Linked DNA regions of Sus scrofa: region 2 is linked to region 1. Evidence: chromatin contacts called from public Hi-C data. All regions are on one chromosome and are shown on one strand. The core of a region is the stretch at or near the end of the contact, and the rest is flanking DNA. Distances in the headings are between cores, read along the strand shown.

Evidence for each region. Hi-C and Micro-C count contacts between places; a contact is called where the count stands out from the background.
Region 2: a Hi-C map of skeletal muscle shows a contact between it and region 1, with 4 times the contacts expected there. The contact joins the promoter of ARF2 here to the promoter of GOSR2 in region 1. A contact is called at or near these places in 1 of 47 Hi-C or Micro-C datasets (skeletal muscle) and 1 of 2 datasets of contacts at active chromatin or transcription factors (alveolar macrophages).

What each region holds. Positions count from the first base shown.
Region 1 is chr12:17,765,520-17,769,549 of Sscrofa11.1, forward strand. It overlaps GOSR2 (Golgi SNAP receptor complex member 2), which reads left to right and starts at 2,563. Exons shown (of 6, transcript XM_003131316.6): 1 at 2,563-2,690. The coding sequence starts at 2,662. LOC102167870 (a long non-coding RNA gene) reads right to left here and starts at 2,429. Exons shown (of 7, transcript XR_002337079.1): 1 at 2,295-2,429.
Region 2 is chr12:17,446,526-17,450,421 of Sscrofa11.1, forward strand. It overlaps ARF2 (ADP-ribosylation factor 2), which reads right to left and starts at 1,423. Exons shown (of 5, transcript NM_001145220.1): 1 at 1,408-1,423. All of the region lies in intron 1 of LOC102165973 (a long non-coding RNA gene), which reads left to right.

The DNA.
Region 1 (4,030 bases), core at 1,313-3,812:
ACTCGAGGCAAAACTTGCCATTAGTGTCATCATCGATGAAGGACAGTAAGAAAGTTTCGGTCACTGGAAGTTAAGTGTTCATGGGCACTGTGAAGGATAATGCAGCCTCACAAGTAATGATGGAACCAGCATCAAATAAATACATCAAGACTGTTTCAGGTTATTAGCTCCTCTTTGAAGCCCCCCTGAATCCCCAGTCTAGGCTAAGTGTCCCTTCTGTCATCCCATAGTTCTTGATAACCTCTACCCCATGCTCATGACACGGTATCCTAGTTATCTGTGTAGACGTTTCCCTCCCAGTATATGAGAGACATTCTATGGCAAGTTGATATCTTACTCATGTTTGTACCCCAGCCATTGCACTGTGCCTGAGACATAGTATGAGCTTTATGAATATACGGAGGATGATTCATGGAAAGGAACTACTGGACTAAGTCAGGTGAACTCTGGTGAGGCTAGAAATCAGTTCTAGTAGAACAAAGGAGAGGCTGGAGGACAAGTCACCCATACAGAACGCTGCACTGTAGATCGACTGTGCAAGTGGTCTAGCCATAAAAGAAAAATAAGGTAGAAGTTAAAAGTGCAACAAGTTGGGAGTTCCCATTGCAGCACAGTGGAAACGAATCCGACTAGGAACCATGAGGTTTCAGGTTCGATTCCTGGCCTTGCTCAGTGGGTTAAGGATCTGGTATTGTGGTGAGCTGTGGTGTAGGTAAATGAAGATGCGGCTCCCGTGTGGATGTGGATGTGGCTGTGGCTGTGGTGTAGGCTGGCAGCTGTAGCTCTGATTCGACCCCTAGCCTGGGAACCTCCGTATGCCATGGGTGGAGCCCTAAAAAACAAACCAAAAAAAAGTGCAATAAGTTGGAGGGATGGAGTTTTCTTCTCCTTGGAGGAAGGTCTAAGCACGTATAAAGGTCTAAGAGACTGAGAGGCAGAAGAGAGATCCCCTGGACTTCAGTTTTCTTGTCTGCTCTACCCACCTCACAGGAATACTGTGAGGTCCAAAGAAGAACCGAAACATAAACATAAAAATTCTTTGCGAAAATCTGAAATTTCTACCCAGGCTCTGAAAGCTTCCAACTACTTATAGATAAGAATTTACAGTACAAGTCCAAGTATGACATTTAAGATTCTCCCGTGATCTGGCTCCAACTTTCCTTCTAATACTATTACTCCTCCAAGCTCCCTAAAGGGGCCACAGGAGATCATGTTCTTTCCCCCTGTTTGCCTTTGTTCAGGGTCTCCTCAGCCTCATTGCTCTCCACCAGGCCAATACAATTAACATTTATAGAATGGGTAGTGTGTGCAAGACACTGTTAAAACTCTTGTTTTTCAGCTGCAACCTGTGGCATGTGGAAGTTCCCAGGCAAGAAACTGAACCTGTGCCACAGCAGTGACAACACTAGATCCTTAACCCGCTGGGCCACCAGGCAACTCCTAAACTCTGTTGATTTTTGAAGGCTCTTTTCATAGGCTATTTAGTCCTTGAATCCTTCCTGCTTTTCTCCAGATAACCAGTACTTTGTATTGGTTGTAGCGCTTATGCTACCTTATCATATAGCTTGAGGGCATGATGCCTCCCCCCCTTTTTTGTTGTTTTTTAGGGCTGCACCCATGGTATATGGAAGCTCCCAGGCTAGGGGTCGAATCCAAGCTGCAGCTGCTGGCCTACACCACAGCCACACCACCACCAGCTCTGAGCCACATCGTGACTTATGTCACAGCTTGCAGCAACGCCAGATCCTTAACCCACTGAGCGAGGCCAGGGATGGAACCCTCATCCTCATGGATACTAGCTGGGTTTTTAACCCACTGAGACACAAGGGGAACTCCAAGGGGCTATGTCTTACTTGTATTTCTCCTCCCAATATCTGTGCCTCTAATAGTAGGTGCTCATTAATAAATAAGCATTAGAATGTGAAAATGTTAGAGAAAGAATGTACATGGGTGGACAATCTCTTGGGACACAAAACTGGGTGGGACTAGGATACAGGAAAATAGAAGCATCAACTCGTCAAAGGAAAAGGAACATTTCCTCCCTTGGGAGGAACGGCAGATAAGCCTGGGAGGATGGAAACGGATAACGTCTACTTGGAGATGCCCAAGGGTCCAAAGCCTTCATGTCCTAGCTTGATACACGGTAGCCACTCATTCATTGTGGGTTTATTAGATGGATAAATGTGGTGGGGGCGAGATAGGAGATGCTTGCACCAGAGGCTCCTGTGAAGAGAGACATCTCCAGTCACCCAACTAAACACTATAAGGTAAATTCAAGCAGGAACCCTCCTAACCTTGCTCCGGCAGAGATGAGCTCTCCGTCCGCTGGCCACCGACCTTACTCTGAGGACCCCACGTCAGTACTCTATGAATGCCCTTGCCAATGCCTGATTCGATGCAGAAAAATAGCCTCCTGCCAAAACCTCTGGTTCCTCTCCCCCTACCTGAGGCACAACATTTGACTACACTTCGCCTTCTTCTTCAGGGCTCTTTTCTCGTTCCCCTTCTCCTTTCTCGCAGCCATCATCAGTAGGGCGCGTGTTGGGGCAGTCCCAGCCGGCAGGGGCGGGAGGGTCCTGCGACCGGAAGCCGGAAGGCGGAAGTGGGGCCGTGGGGACGTGTTCCGAGGAAGCCGGAGCGGGACCCGGCGGGCCCGGCAACATGGAGCCGCTGTACCAGCAAACGCACAAGTGAGGGATGCGTCGGGCACGGGCGGGGACGAAGCCAGGCTAGGCGAGGACTTCCCCCGCCCCACCCCTACCGCGGGCTGAGGCCTCAGGCGTCCGTCAGTATGGAGGCCCAGTCCTTCACCTGGGCGCTGTCGGGGGTCGGGCTCGGGGCGAGGGCAGCTCGGAAGTGTTCCATCTCTGGCTGGACGCCCAGGTCAGCGGCGGCCAGAGGGTCCGGCCTGGTGCTCGGGGACGTTGGGCCGAATGCTTCCTGAGAGTTTTGAGGCAGGGACTACTTGCCGGGTAGACTAGGTGAAGTGAAAGTAGCACCTACAGGTTGTAATATTTTGTCCGGTACCTGCCAACTCTGGTCCATATCGGTAGAGCTGGTGGGAAATCGGCCCCTGCACATAGGCGTTTACTGTTTAGTTGGAGAGTCAGGGCAGGTACGAAAAAAGATCTAACATTTGGTATGATCGGATGGCAGATGAATGAGCAGTACCAACCAGGATCTCCTAGAGCAGTTTGGAAGTTTCCATCACTGGACTAAAATCGTCAGAAAAAGTTTAATTAATAGCTCACTGCTCCTGAATGATGTCATTTCCTTCTCTTGGTTGACCCAAATCTTGTTGCTGCTACACCGTGATTTTTTTTCTTTTATTACGATTTTGGTTTATATTAAAGACCATATTTTTAGGATAGAAAGAATGCCCTATAGATAGCGTTCAGTATTATTACAGTACTTGTTATTCAGATCTGGTTAGAGACTATTTTTAAGGAAATTGAATTTTGGTTTAGCATCTCATAACTTAAATTCCTTGGTAGTGCCCTTTATTCATATTGTCCTGCATTTTTGGAACTTGTTGAGATATGTAGCTGAACATGGAAATAGAATCATACCTATCCTATTTTGGGGGAAGATTTTTTATGATTTATTTTTTTTTTTATTGTGGTAAAACATACATAACATACAACTTACCATTCAAAAGTTAACCGTTTAATTTTTAAATTATCAATATCATTTAATTTACCGTTTAAAATTGTAATCATTTCTGAGTGTACCATTTAGTGACATCAGGTATATTCACGATGTGTAACTGTCAACATTACCCATTTCTAGAACGTTTTCACTCTCCTAAAAAGAAACTTATTAAACAGTTCCTCCCTATTTCTCCCCAAGTCCCTGGGAGCCTGTTCTAGTTTCTGTTTCTGAATTGCCTATTCTGGATATCTCATATAAGTGGAATAATACAATATTTGTCCTTTGTGTCTAGCGTTTCATTTGACAGTGTTTCCAAGGTTCATCTGAGTCATAGCATGCATCAGAATATCGTTCTTTTTTGTGGCTGAATAATACTCTT
Region 2 (3,896 bases), core at 173-2,672, 320 kb before region 1:
CCATATGCCTCAGGGCAGCCAGAAAGAGGGGAAAATAATACAATTTACATATAGATATAAACATACATGATAACATTTACTTCAATGAAATGTCATAAACCAAATCAAAAAATGATTTGTTGTACCCAGATTTCCTCGTGCCCCTTCCCAGTCATTACTCCCCAAAAGGTGTACTGACATCTAACTGCATAAATGTTCAGTATTTTATTTTTCAGTCGAGTGCATGAAAGATTATATAAAAGAAGCTAATAGCAAAGACAGATTGGCTTTGCCGAAATTTACTCTACATCTTTAATTTTAACGAATCAGCCTATTTGAAGTGTGAGCTTGACATTCCAATTAAAGACTTAGAAGCAGTACTGAATACAACCCTTGTTTCCCTTTCAACTGCAAACCAAAGGAAAACTTTACTCCTGGGCAGAGCAGGGATAAGATGGAACAAGAACAGTCCATCTCCCATTCATCAGAACCCTAGGGACCTCAGAGGGGAGGTCACCAAATTCGAGGCCCCACCTCTAAAACTGAACCTTGTCCTACAGTAGCTTAACTTCATGGATGATGTCCAAGCACACATCGTTTTATTCTACGACCTGAGAAAAGGAGCAGAGCATTTATCCTGCACATAAATTAGGTATAGGCAAACTACTCTAACCAAAGAATGATGCTCAATGTTTTAATCATTCTTACAAGAGCCGCACAGAGTAAGTATATAGAAATACAACGCACTGCAGTACTCAAAAAGCTTGTTGGGCGACAAACTAAAGAGTCTTTGTCTTTGTTTCCGAAAAAGGACAAATCTCATAAATGAGAAAAACAGTGAGGAACATGCTGGGAGAAGGAAGGTTACTTCCCACTTGCATGTCCTATGAAGCAAATACTCGATTCCTCCTCCCAACCGCACACAGTATACACATCCCATGTTCTCCCTCCGGCCTCTCTTTTTTCCTACTCATCTGCTGAGCTGCTGCAGACCCTCTGGAAGACGCTGCCGACCCTGGCGCCTCTTTGGCACGCTCACCCTCCCCTCCCACGAGCACCAACTGTCCATCAGGGAGAATTGCGGGAAGATGTCCAGGACAAGAACCGGAGCAAGTGGCCAAGTGGGCGTGCGCAGCGGGCGAGCAGACGCGCCAGGTCCCCGGGGAAGGCCTCCGAGTGTCCCCTCTGCCTGGCCTCCAGGCCTCTTCCTCTCGAACTGCGGGCCCTCGGGAGAGCAGAGAGCCCAGCAGAGGATGAGAGCCAAGTCTCTCGATCCCCGCAGCCTGGCCATTCTTCTCATAGGGCGGAAAAGGGACAGGGAACCCAAACGCTTTGTGAAGGCCACCTGCTGCTGTCTAGTTTCCCGACCTCTAAAGGTGCGGAAATCCAGCCAGGCCTTCAGCCATCTCTCCCTCGCCTGTGACTCACCTGCCGCCGAACTAAGCACTGGTACCAATACCGCTGCCTTTAAGAATTCGGATCCCCTCCGCAAAATGGCGACAGGCTCGGGGCGGGAACAGTAACCAACCAATCACTCCCTGACTCTTGGAGTTTATTTCTACCAATGAGCTCGAAGTTCCGTGAGTGACGACAAGTCTGACCAATGCCAAGGAGAATAAAAGCCTAGGAGGGCGGACACCCGCCCCTGGGGACCTAGGCGACGGCACGAAGCTTTGGAAATACCGGCTTCATTCTCCAATGACAACGCACCGCGTCCCGGCGAGACACGCCCATGTGCCCCGTCCCAGTGCTGCTCGTGACCAATCAAAAAAGTAAAAAAAAAAAAAAACTCCGATTTGCTCTGCCAATCAACTAGGAAAATTTCCACGGATTGAACGAACCCAGGGAGTATTAGGACCAACTGGGTGCGGGCATGTGGGCGTGGCCAAGTTCTGGGCGTTATTTAAGGAAATTTGCCTTGGTTGAGCTAAAAGTAGAAACTAGTTTGGGGCGTTGGTCTGTGTGGGAAACACCAAGACGCCGACACCAGAGTTAGACATAAGGAAGGTTTCCTATTTAGTGTGAAGCTAGACAGCCGCCCTGTTTTTGAACAGATTTTCAACAGTTGGGAAAAATGCTAGCAACCTGCACCTTCGTTCAGATGCTCAGGACCACGGTCTTGAGAAGTGTTCTCATTAATTCAACACCTAATGCCAACTTGGTTCACTGAAAAGTTTACAAACGCCCGTAAATGGCATATAACTGTGCATTTTAGGAAAAACTAACATCTGTTAATATGTGCCAGGAAATATGTCGAGAACTTGACCTGCATGATATAACGCTCCGTGAACTGGAATCTACTATTATTCCCATTTTACAAAGAGGAAAATGAAATAGTAGGTCAGAGTTTTAAGTTCAGGTCTGACGCCTTAATCTTTTTAACCAAATACTTTCTTGATCGTGATGACTGTATATGTGTATGTATGTGTGTATATATATATATATGTATGTGTATATATATATATGACAGTAAATACAAGAAAGTATGAGAGGTTTTTCTACATGATTCTTTTAAAATTATAATTTTTCCTAACTATAACAAAATTATAGTAATTTTTTAAAGTATAATAAAAAAAAAAAGACACTCCCCACCAGAGAGAGAGACAAAAAAGAGAAAAAAAAAAAAAAAAAAAAAACACCCATCATCCTATTATCCAGAGGCAGTCACTGTTACCATTTTGGTTTATTTCTTTCCAGTCATTTTTCCATGAAATTTTTACATAGTTCAGATTATGAATACATACAGTCTTCTTTTCCTCTTAATCTGAGACCTACACCACAACTCACAGCAAGCTGGATCCTTTAACCACTGAGCAGGGCCAGGGATCAAACCTGTATCCTCATGGATACTAGTTGGATTCATTTCCACTGAGCCACAACAGGAACTCCCTCCACTTAATATTTTAATGAGTATATTCCAGAGTGTTTAACATTTGTCTTAAACATTTTGGAGGGCCATGCCAATGGCATTTGGAAGTTCCCAGGCCAGGAATGGAACCCAAGTCACAACAGTGACAATGCTGGATCTTTAACTACCAGGCCACCAGGGAATTCTGTGTTTGTTTGTTTTGTCTTTAACAGTTTTGGTAGCTGTGTGATATCCCATTATATGGATATATCCTGATTTATTTAATCATTTTCATGTAATTGTCAATGAAAAATTAATCAGTTGATCTAAGAAAAAATGGAAAATTTTATTCGAGTCAAATTGAGAATTATAACCTTGGGAACAGCCTCTCAGAGAGCTCCAAGAACTCTGCCCCTTAAAAGTCAAAGCACAGGTACATAAAATTTTTGAGACAGAGGGCTATACATTAAATGACATATTATTGACAGTTTACACAATCCAGTTCTACATGTGCGAAGTGAGGAGTGGGTCATGGGTCATCATGGTCCCTTACAAGATTAAGGAGAAAGGCTATCCTCTAAAGAGTTGTCTTGTAGGAGTTCCCGTTGTGGCTCAGTGGTTAGGGAACCCGACTAGGATCCATGAGGAGGCAGGTTCGATCCCGGGCCTCACTCAGTGGGTTAAGGATCCAGCGTTGCTATGAGCTGTGGTGTAGGTCACAGATGAAGCTTGGATCCTAAGTTGCTGTGGCTCTGGCGTAGGCCAGCAGCTGCAGTTCCAACGGGACCCCTAACCTGGGAACCTCCATGTGCTGCAGGTGTGGCTCTAAAAGACAAAAAAAAACCAAAGAGTTGTCTTGTAGGTGCTAGGAGAATGTTGCTATTTATAGCTGAGCAGACATTTCTGCTGGTAGGGAGTTTGGGTGGATGCATAATGCATACACAATGCACAGTAGAGGAGAAAGGCCAAAGGGCAGAGAAAAAATTTTTATGTTTAAATTTTCCTTGATTTGCCTTAGAACATAAATTTTTATTTCCTCACATTTCAGTATTTAGGTTGTTTTTAAGTT